Linked DNA regions of Mus musculus: region 1 is linked to region 2. Evidence: chromatin contacts called from public HiChIP or PLAC-seq data. All regions are on one chromosome and are shown on one strand. The core of a region is the stretch at or near the end of the contact, and the rest is flanking DNA. Distances in the headings are between cores, read along the strand shown.

Region 1 (3,849 bases), core at 703-3,202, 160 kb after region 2:
AGAAAGGGCCTTACAACTGTGACTTAAGTGACTGCCTTTATAGAGAAGGTTTTCAGTGTGACATCTTAGAACACATCTTTGCCATTTGCAGTCCTTGTGTTTCTGCTGGCCATGTGATGTGGTGAGAGCAGTGACATTGGGCTTTGTACCCGGGGAGATGAGCTGGCTGGCTTCCAGCAGAGGGCTGGGCTTTGGGGTTAAATCACCCATTACACAAAGATGAGTGTGTCCTTCATCCCTCACATCAACTGCTTAGCCCAGGTTATGCCGATTCTGGGGTAGGAGGATTCACCTCCCATGGGGTCCCAGTCTCTCCTCTCTCCCGGGATCTTCATCAGGACTAAAAGCCCTCCACGAGAGGCACACCGTCCCCAGCTAGGTCAAAACCATTGTCTATATTTTGTGAGAGGGGACGGAAGTAAAAAATGAACTCTGTGGTTCAAGACCTTTTTATTTAGCCTTCCCAAAACAGCAAACTCATTTTAAAGACTCATTGCTCAGGTGACTGAAACTTTATCCTCTCCAACCCATCATTCTCAAAAACCAGCCTTGTGTACTTGACTGCCCGGAACAGTGGCGGGCTATGCGGTTTCACGGTGTTGTGGAAGATCAAAGGTGGGGAAGCATGGGGTGGGAACCCTGTGTTGTGTTTCAGAGGCCTCGGTGGGGCCCTGTGTTGTACTTCTTACCCTCTGGGGAATGCCAAAGGCGTGAGACTGGGCTACTTCCTAGTCCCTAAGAAAAATGTGATTGATTCTAAGGGCTGATGGTTCAGGGCTGACTGCCCGTGGGCAGGCTCGGCTGTCCCCGCAGAAGCTGACCCACAGATGTCTGGTGGTTCCCAGCAGCTCTAATCCACTCATCACCAGAACCCCACTGTTCTAAATGTGCCCGTCATTCTGAGGACTTCTGAACCCGCAGCTCTGGCAAAGGACGATAATGAGCTGCCTCTGGATGACCAACACTGGAGACTCTGGCCTTACCATGTGGAAATAGTTTTCCTGAAGTCTGGAACTAATTTTGAGAAGTTTTTTTCTCAACACTTTTGTGTTTCTAACACTGTATTCTTGACTGTGTAAATACCAACAAGGCTGTAAATAAATGCAGATGTAGATACCTTCTAGAAAAAAGGGGGGAAAGCATAAAAACAAAACCAGAAGTGATCCCGTGTAGCCTTCGTTGACAAATAAAAGACTATTTTGTGTTTAAAGGTGTGCAGTGGCCTTTGTTGGGAGACAGTGGCAGTTACCAGGAGGGCTGGAGGAAGACCCCCATCTTAGTCCCAGAGTCCCTTGCAGGTCCTACCTGTCATGAACAGCGGTGTCTGGAGGATCACAGAAGACCAGAGGCCTCACTTACTAAAAGATGAGGTACACACAGAGGCAGCTCTCACCTTAGCTAGTGCCAAACTGCCTTAAGCTGTGTCCTAGCCTGGTTCTTATGCTCACTGGCTTCAAAGACAGATTCCAAGGGGCAGGAACACCTGGCCCCATCCACCACCAAACGCAGGACCTGCCACAGAGTTACTGCACCTTACAAATTAACAGGCGCGTGTTCAACTGAGACGTGATAATAACCACATAGTACAACTTAGGGAGAGAGGAGAAAAACTCCTTGAGTAGTGTAGGTGTTTTCCTGCTGTGTTCTTTTCTTTCCAATCTAGCGTAGTTCTAATCACAGTGCGTGGGAACCTCTCTCTTTTAATCGCACACTTAAGCTATGAGACCTCAGTGTCAGGGGTGAATGCTGGTAGTCTTGAAGAGATTATTTACTGAGCCCAGCTCCCGGGTGTATGTGGCAAACTTTATGAAAATTCAAACAACCGTCCTTCTAAGTCAGGAATGCCATCCCACTCTCATTGACCCCAGGTTGGCCCATGCTAAGCTCTAGGGAAAGGAGGGTCAAGCTATAATAGGCCCCTTCCTTCCATGCAGGCTGGATGGAGACATCACGGCAGAAGTGACAGGCAGCATCAGCAGCGCAGCCCTCCACTGTGAGCCACCTCAGCATGGACAGGGGTTCCGGTGCTACGACCTGACCTTTGGTCACTGAGGTACTCTGCACGCCAGATCGTGCCTCTCCATGAGGGCATGGTGACACAGACCTCCTGGTCGATTTCTTCTTGTGTCACTTAAAGAAGGATGTATGTAAAGTAGCTCACTGCTCAGAACACCATGCCCCCTCTGCCCAGCCCAGCCAACCCAGACCCTTAACTGCTGTCCAAAGCTTAGCACTCTGTACTCTATAATGTTTCTCAAGCTTTGACTTGCAGTTTATGAACGTATAGCACCTCCCCCTCCCCCTGAATTCCCAAATAAGCAGGCCTGGAGGGTAGCCCCAGAACATGCAGTTCTAATCGGTTCCCAGGTATTACTGCTTTGAGAACTGCTGGTAACTATGCTACCCTCAATGCTGTGTACATAATAAATTGTTTAATGTGTGTGACACTTCAGATGCCCCGAGTCAGCAGAACCTCCCCTTTCTCCCAGTGGGCAGCTGCGCTAGCCCACACCCCGACACCCCTACCCCATCTACCTTTCCCTCTGCATGTACCACAATGGGCTGCCTGAGCTCTTGGACCACTCAGTCAAGCCCCAGACTTTCGCCTGTCAGTTGTTCACACACAGTCTTCACACCTGGCTGAAATCAACTCAAAACCTTTTGGACACTCTTTCTGCTCTCACAAGATGCCCCCAGTGCGTCCTCTAAAGCTGACCTGAGCTGTTCAAGACGGGGCCACTTCAGGAGTGAGCTCCTCTCCAGGTTAATCAAAACTAAATTTCATCCTCTGTGTGTTCCCAGTGTCCCAAATACGAGTCCAGCGCCTCATCCGTTGAAGGTTGGCCTCTCTTTGACTTCAGGGTCCAGTCCCTCCAGTGGAGAGTCATCAGTCCACAGCTGCCCCGAAGAGCCAGACACTTCTGGCCCTCTCTACACTCCAGTAAAAGTTGCTAGGACAGCTCACCAAGACTCAGTGGGGTTGGCTGTTGAGAATGAACACACAGGGCCTTCGGTCACCTCATTCAGAGAGACTGGTAGAGTCCTGTGTCCTGCCCCAGAGTGAACACGTGATGAGGGTCCGTGGGTTAGAAATGAATGCAGCCAAGATGACAGGACTTCCAGTTAGCAGTGGATGGGGCTCTAGGTACCTTTGCTCACCAGTTTCCCCTGGGTTCTGCCACAGGAAGCACTCATAGATGTCTGTTAGATGAACGGTGCACACATCTCTGATTCTGTAACAGCCCACCCCACCCTCTGCCAGGTCTCTGGACCTCTCCCCACTTTGATTCCTATTCTATAACTGACTGCAAAAGCACACAGGAAGTGCTCCCCACTAAGTGAGTGCTACTCAACTCTGAGGCCAAATGTCTGCCCCAGCCTCCCTGACCAGATACTTCTGGGGACAAGCACTGTCTGGTTTAATGGTGAGATCTCAGCAGAGAGAGTAAGAGTTGCCTCTAGACAAGGTGCTGTCTGCATTAATCCTGATTGAACCCACACCATAGGCAAGAGGTGGGATTGGCAGGTGAGCTGTAGGTTCATGACTTGTGTTTAAGGATGGAATCAGAATGTGAGTCCAGGATTCCCTAGTGCCACATTCTAAGCTATGTTGGTATTAAAGTTAGGGAGCCAAGGAATTTCCCATATGAAGAGACTGAGGAATGAATACCACCTTTCATGTGTCCAGCAGGTCCCCATCAGCAGACACAGGATTGCCTGAGACTGTATTCCACTCCCATACTTGGAGCCAGCCTCATGGGCAGTGACCAGAGCTCCATGACCAGTGCAGCCCCACAGAGCTCCATGCTTAGAAGGGCTCGGCTCTCCCTGAGTTCAGTGTTCTGCTGT
Region 2 (3,727 bases), core at 584-3,083:
TGGGGGCTGCCTGGCCATCAAGCCTAGCCTAGGCCATTGGCAGACCCTACCTCATAAAACAAGGTGGAAGACACTTGAGGAATGAAAGCCAGGGCTGTCTTCTGGCTTCCATATGGATAAACACAAACACATGGGGGGGGGGGGGGAGAAGCGGGAAGAGCTGAATGGATGGATGAATGAATGAATGAATGAATGAATGAATGAAATTTGCTAGGAGGAAGAGCTATGAAGATGTTCTCCATGTTAGATTTGAGCTGCTATCAGACTCTCAGAATGGATATTAGTTGCTGGCAGGTACCAGTAAGTAGGCAGCTAAAAATGACAGTTTGGAGATAGTGCTGAACTGGAGAGGGAGTTCCAAGAGACCTCAGCATGAGGGTGAGAAGAGGAGGGAGGGGAGGAAGGGGAGAAGTGGAGGGGGGAGGGGAGGGGGCAGGGTAGAATAGGTAAGAAGTTAGAATTGGAAGTGGGGCGGGGTTAAAGATGGAAGCCCCACCAAGGACAGAAGACATCTGAAGAGCTTGAAGTGGGGAAAGTTAGGGAGAACAACTTCACGAAAGCTGCTGGAGTTGGTCAATAGGGAGGCCTCAGAGGGCACCCTCCGTGGGAGCAGTTTCTACCCCTGGTGCAGGGTGCAGGCAGAAGCAGGGTCACCACAAGTTCAGGAGGGAAGGAGGCAGAATGGAAACAGTTCCTTCTAGACAGAGCAGGCTCAGAGATGATAGGCATTACCTGAGGAGGAGGCAGGTTGACTGGAAAGGTTTATGTAAGGTGAGGGGAGCCCTGAGGGTGTTGTCAGTAATGGGAAGGAAGCCAGGAACGAAAGCTGGAGACCCAGGAGGTGAGTAATAGAAGTGGGGGAGGCACAGGCAGAGGATGAGCGGATGAGCGCTGAGCAGGCTTGGGGGGGGGGCGGGCAGCACATGAGGTGCTGAGGGAAAAACAGGCCTAAGGGTGCAGAGGAGGAAGATAACAGGTTGGAGCTTATCGCTGGGTGACAACCCTTTCTAGTAAGGACAGCCACTCTGCTTGCATCCCCTTCTGTGTGAAAACTGCCTCAGTGCTGATCAGCTCTCATGCAAAGGACCAGTAGAGACCCCTGGGCACAGAAACTAGGAAGTGCATGCGAGTGGATGCGTTTGTGCGCAGTGTGCTACTTATTAGCAGTGTGGCCATGGACAAGCTGTGGAACCCACCAGCTCCTAGTCTCCTCATCTGAAAACTGATGGTGTTAGCACCCACCCACCACCTGAGGGGAATGATGAAGAGAAACTGATATTTGTAAAATGCTCAGAGGCATGCCCAGCACCTGAGAGTGTGGAGTTATTATTGGGATAGTCCCCAGTGCTGCCTGCGCTCACCAGAAATCTGAGGTTGGTGACAGGCAGCAGCAGTTACTATATCCTCTTACAGATGAAGAGACCAAGTTCCGAGAAAACAACAAACTTGCCCCCCTCCCCCCAAGCAGCATTAGGCAGGAACAGAGGTACGATTTCAACTGAGATTCTCAGATCTATATACCAGCCCCACCCTTTGCCAATGAGCGAACATCCCTTCCCCCCCCCCTCCCCGTCTCCCTCCCACTGCATGAGGAAGATATCTAGGCTATACTGAGCTCAAGGCTCTCTAATACTTCCCCATGCCACAGAGTTGAGTACCAAGGACCACCGCTTGGGGTGATGGCTCCTTCAGAATCAAGCTATAGTTCAGTGGTGGCAACTTTGACAAAGGCTTGAGCTGGCTCCTAGTGCCTAACCAGAGTTCTAGACCTTCAGCGTCAGTGACAGGATCACGAGGGTTATGGGAAGGGCAGTAGAAAAAGTGAGAGCCAGAACTGCCCGGACATCTGTTTTCAGTTTGAGCTGCTGCCTCTTCCTGCCTTTATCGGAGCACACTCATGTTCCGGGCTAATGGAAGCACAGTTTGTTTCAGTCCTGGTTCATATTACATGTCAGCTTGCCTTTTTATTTCCATCAGGTGTCATAGGTCAAAAGAATCCCTTTGGGGTGTAAGAGATGGACTGCGTAGTTTGAAAATATGAGACGTGGCCATATGCACCAAAGCAGGAGGGCCAGCGTAGTGTCTGCCACAAATGGCACTTGCATTTCACAGGCCTATTAATGCAAGGCGTTCCTTAGACAGCTTGCGTCTGGGATATTGATTGTCTTCCTTTTAAGGGGTAGAAGAAGAAAGTACAATCTGTTGAGCTTTTCCTAGTGCCAACCATTACCCTGAGCGTAGTGGAAGAACGTCAACTCGCTTGACTTCTCATGAGCTTGTGTGGTCACAATTAGTACCCTATATTTCCAAAATCGGAAGCTCCAGGATCCTAACCCAGCAACATCTGGTTGAGGTTGAGACTCTTGCAAATTTCAGACACTTTTTGAGGGCACTGTGTCCTGTACTGAGAGCTGGCTTCTGTGTGCAATGAGTAATGACAGCACTTCTGATGACAATATCGAGTCACAAAAATACTGAAAATAGAAAGAGTGGGGCAAACAGCAGCGTCAAGAACAAGGCCAATAGCCAGGCCTACACCTTTAATCCCAGCACTCGGGAGGCAGAGGCAGGTGGATTTCTGAGTTCGAGGCCAGCCTGGTCCACAAAGTGAGTTCCAGGACAGCCAGGACTATACAGAGAAACCCTGTCTCAAAAACAAACAAACAAACAAAAAGAACAAGGCCAACGTTAAATTTCTAGTTTAAATATCAAAAAGATTCCTTAAAATCACTAGCAAAATGTGATGTATCTACTAGTAGCTGTTGTTTCAGATGCTTTGGCCAATATAGGGAACAAGAAAAATAAGAGACTGAGGCCAGGACACAAAGTATCCACAAAGTATGGACACAAAGTAGTATTTTTGTGAGTGTTGTGTTTATATTTGTAAAATGCATATGTGTCTGTGCGTGCGCACACACATATACACACACATCACTATTTGAAAAAAAAAAAGCTACTATTTAATAAGGAACCCAAATTTGTAACTGAGGTACAGTGAACTTTCCTAAAGTCAAAGTATTTCCAAAATACCTGAAAGACCACTTGGACAATATACTAAAAATATCCTACTCAAGAAAATTAATAAATACTACTGTGTCATCTTAATGAGAACTATGTAAGACCTATGCGATAAAACTGCAAGGTTTCACTGAGCAATGCAAAATAGAACATGAATAATGAGGACATATTGCGTGTTCCTAGGCTAGCAAAGTTGAAATATTCTGAGATGACAATCTGTAGGTTTGACAGAATGCCCAAGAGGAACCTAAAGAGAACTGTAGAGATCTGGCAGAATGGCTTAAAGCTTGTCTAGAGTAGTAGACAGATGAAACATAGATGAGCTATCCAGAGGAAGAAGAGTGGTAGTCCATGTTAAAGATCTCACCACATCATAAATCTACAGTAATTAAAAGAGAATAGCAGCCAAGCAGGTTAGATGGCATAAAGCTGCAGAGAAATATTACCAATGATGCAATAATGCGGTTTAAAAAAAAAAAAAAAACAACACTCACAAAAGCAGGAGTCTCAAGTGAGTAGAGGAAAGGCGGTTTAGTCAATAGATATCAATGGGAAATCAGGAGCTTAAGCCAGTGGCTCTGGAGTGCTAAGGAGGGGAAGGGATATGGCTGATGGACACAAAGTAGTTTTGTAACCCAAAGTATTGGCCTACTATGGACACAAAGTAGTTTTGTAACCCACAGTATTGGCCCACTATTTACAAGATAGA

What was found. HiChIP or PLAC-seq counts read pairs in DNA pulled down with a chosen protein or histone mark.
Region 1: a contact with region 2 is called in an H3K27ac HiChIP or PLAC-seq map of embryonic brain, with 7 times the contacts expected there. The contact joins two enhancer-like sites. A contact is called at or near these places in 5 of 39 promoter capture datasets (the C10 cell line, embryonic stem cells, hematopoietic stem and progenitor cells and 1 more), 4 of 15 datasets of contacts at CTCF or cohesin (the G1E-ER4 cell line, embryonic stem cells and large pre-B cells), 77 of 484 Hi-C or Micro-C datasets (3T3-L1-derived adipocytes, 8-cell embryo, the AML12 cell line and 41 more) and 11 of 115 datasets of contacts at active chromatin or transcription factors (astrocytes, a beta-TC-6 cell line, bone marrow-derived dendritic cells and 5 more).

The regions. Positions count from the first base shown.
Region 1 is chr7:96,909,884-96,913,732 of GRCm38.p6, forward strand. It overlaps Tenm4 (teneurin transmembrane protein 4), which reads left to right. Exons shown (of 33, transcript NM_001310762.1): 33 at 1-1,210. Among named protein-coding and RNA genes, the nearest start is that of Gm22226, 8.3 kb to the right of the region's middle. Within about 2 kb of position 1,953, at least 17 of the 459 cell types and tissues checked have an H3K27ac peak or open chromatin away from gene starts, as enhancers often do.
Region 2 is chr7:96,748,043-96,751,769 of GRCm38.p6, forward strand. The region is part of intron 13 of Tenm4 (teneurin transmembrane protein 4); the gene reads left to right. Among named protein-coding and RNA genes, the nearest start is that of Gm15413, 52 kb to the right of the region's middle. Within about 2 kb of position 1,834, at least 24 of the 459 cell types and tissues checked have an H3K27ac peak or open chromatin away from gene starts, as enhancers often do.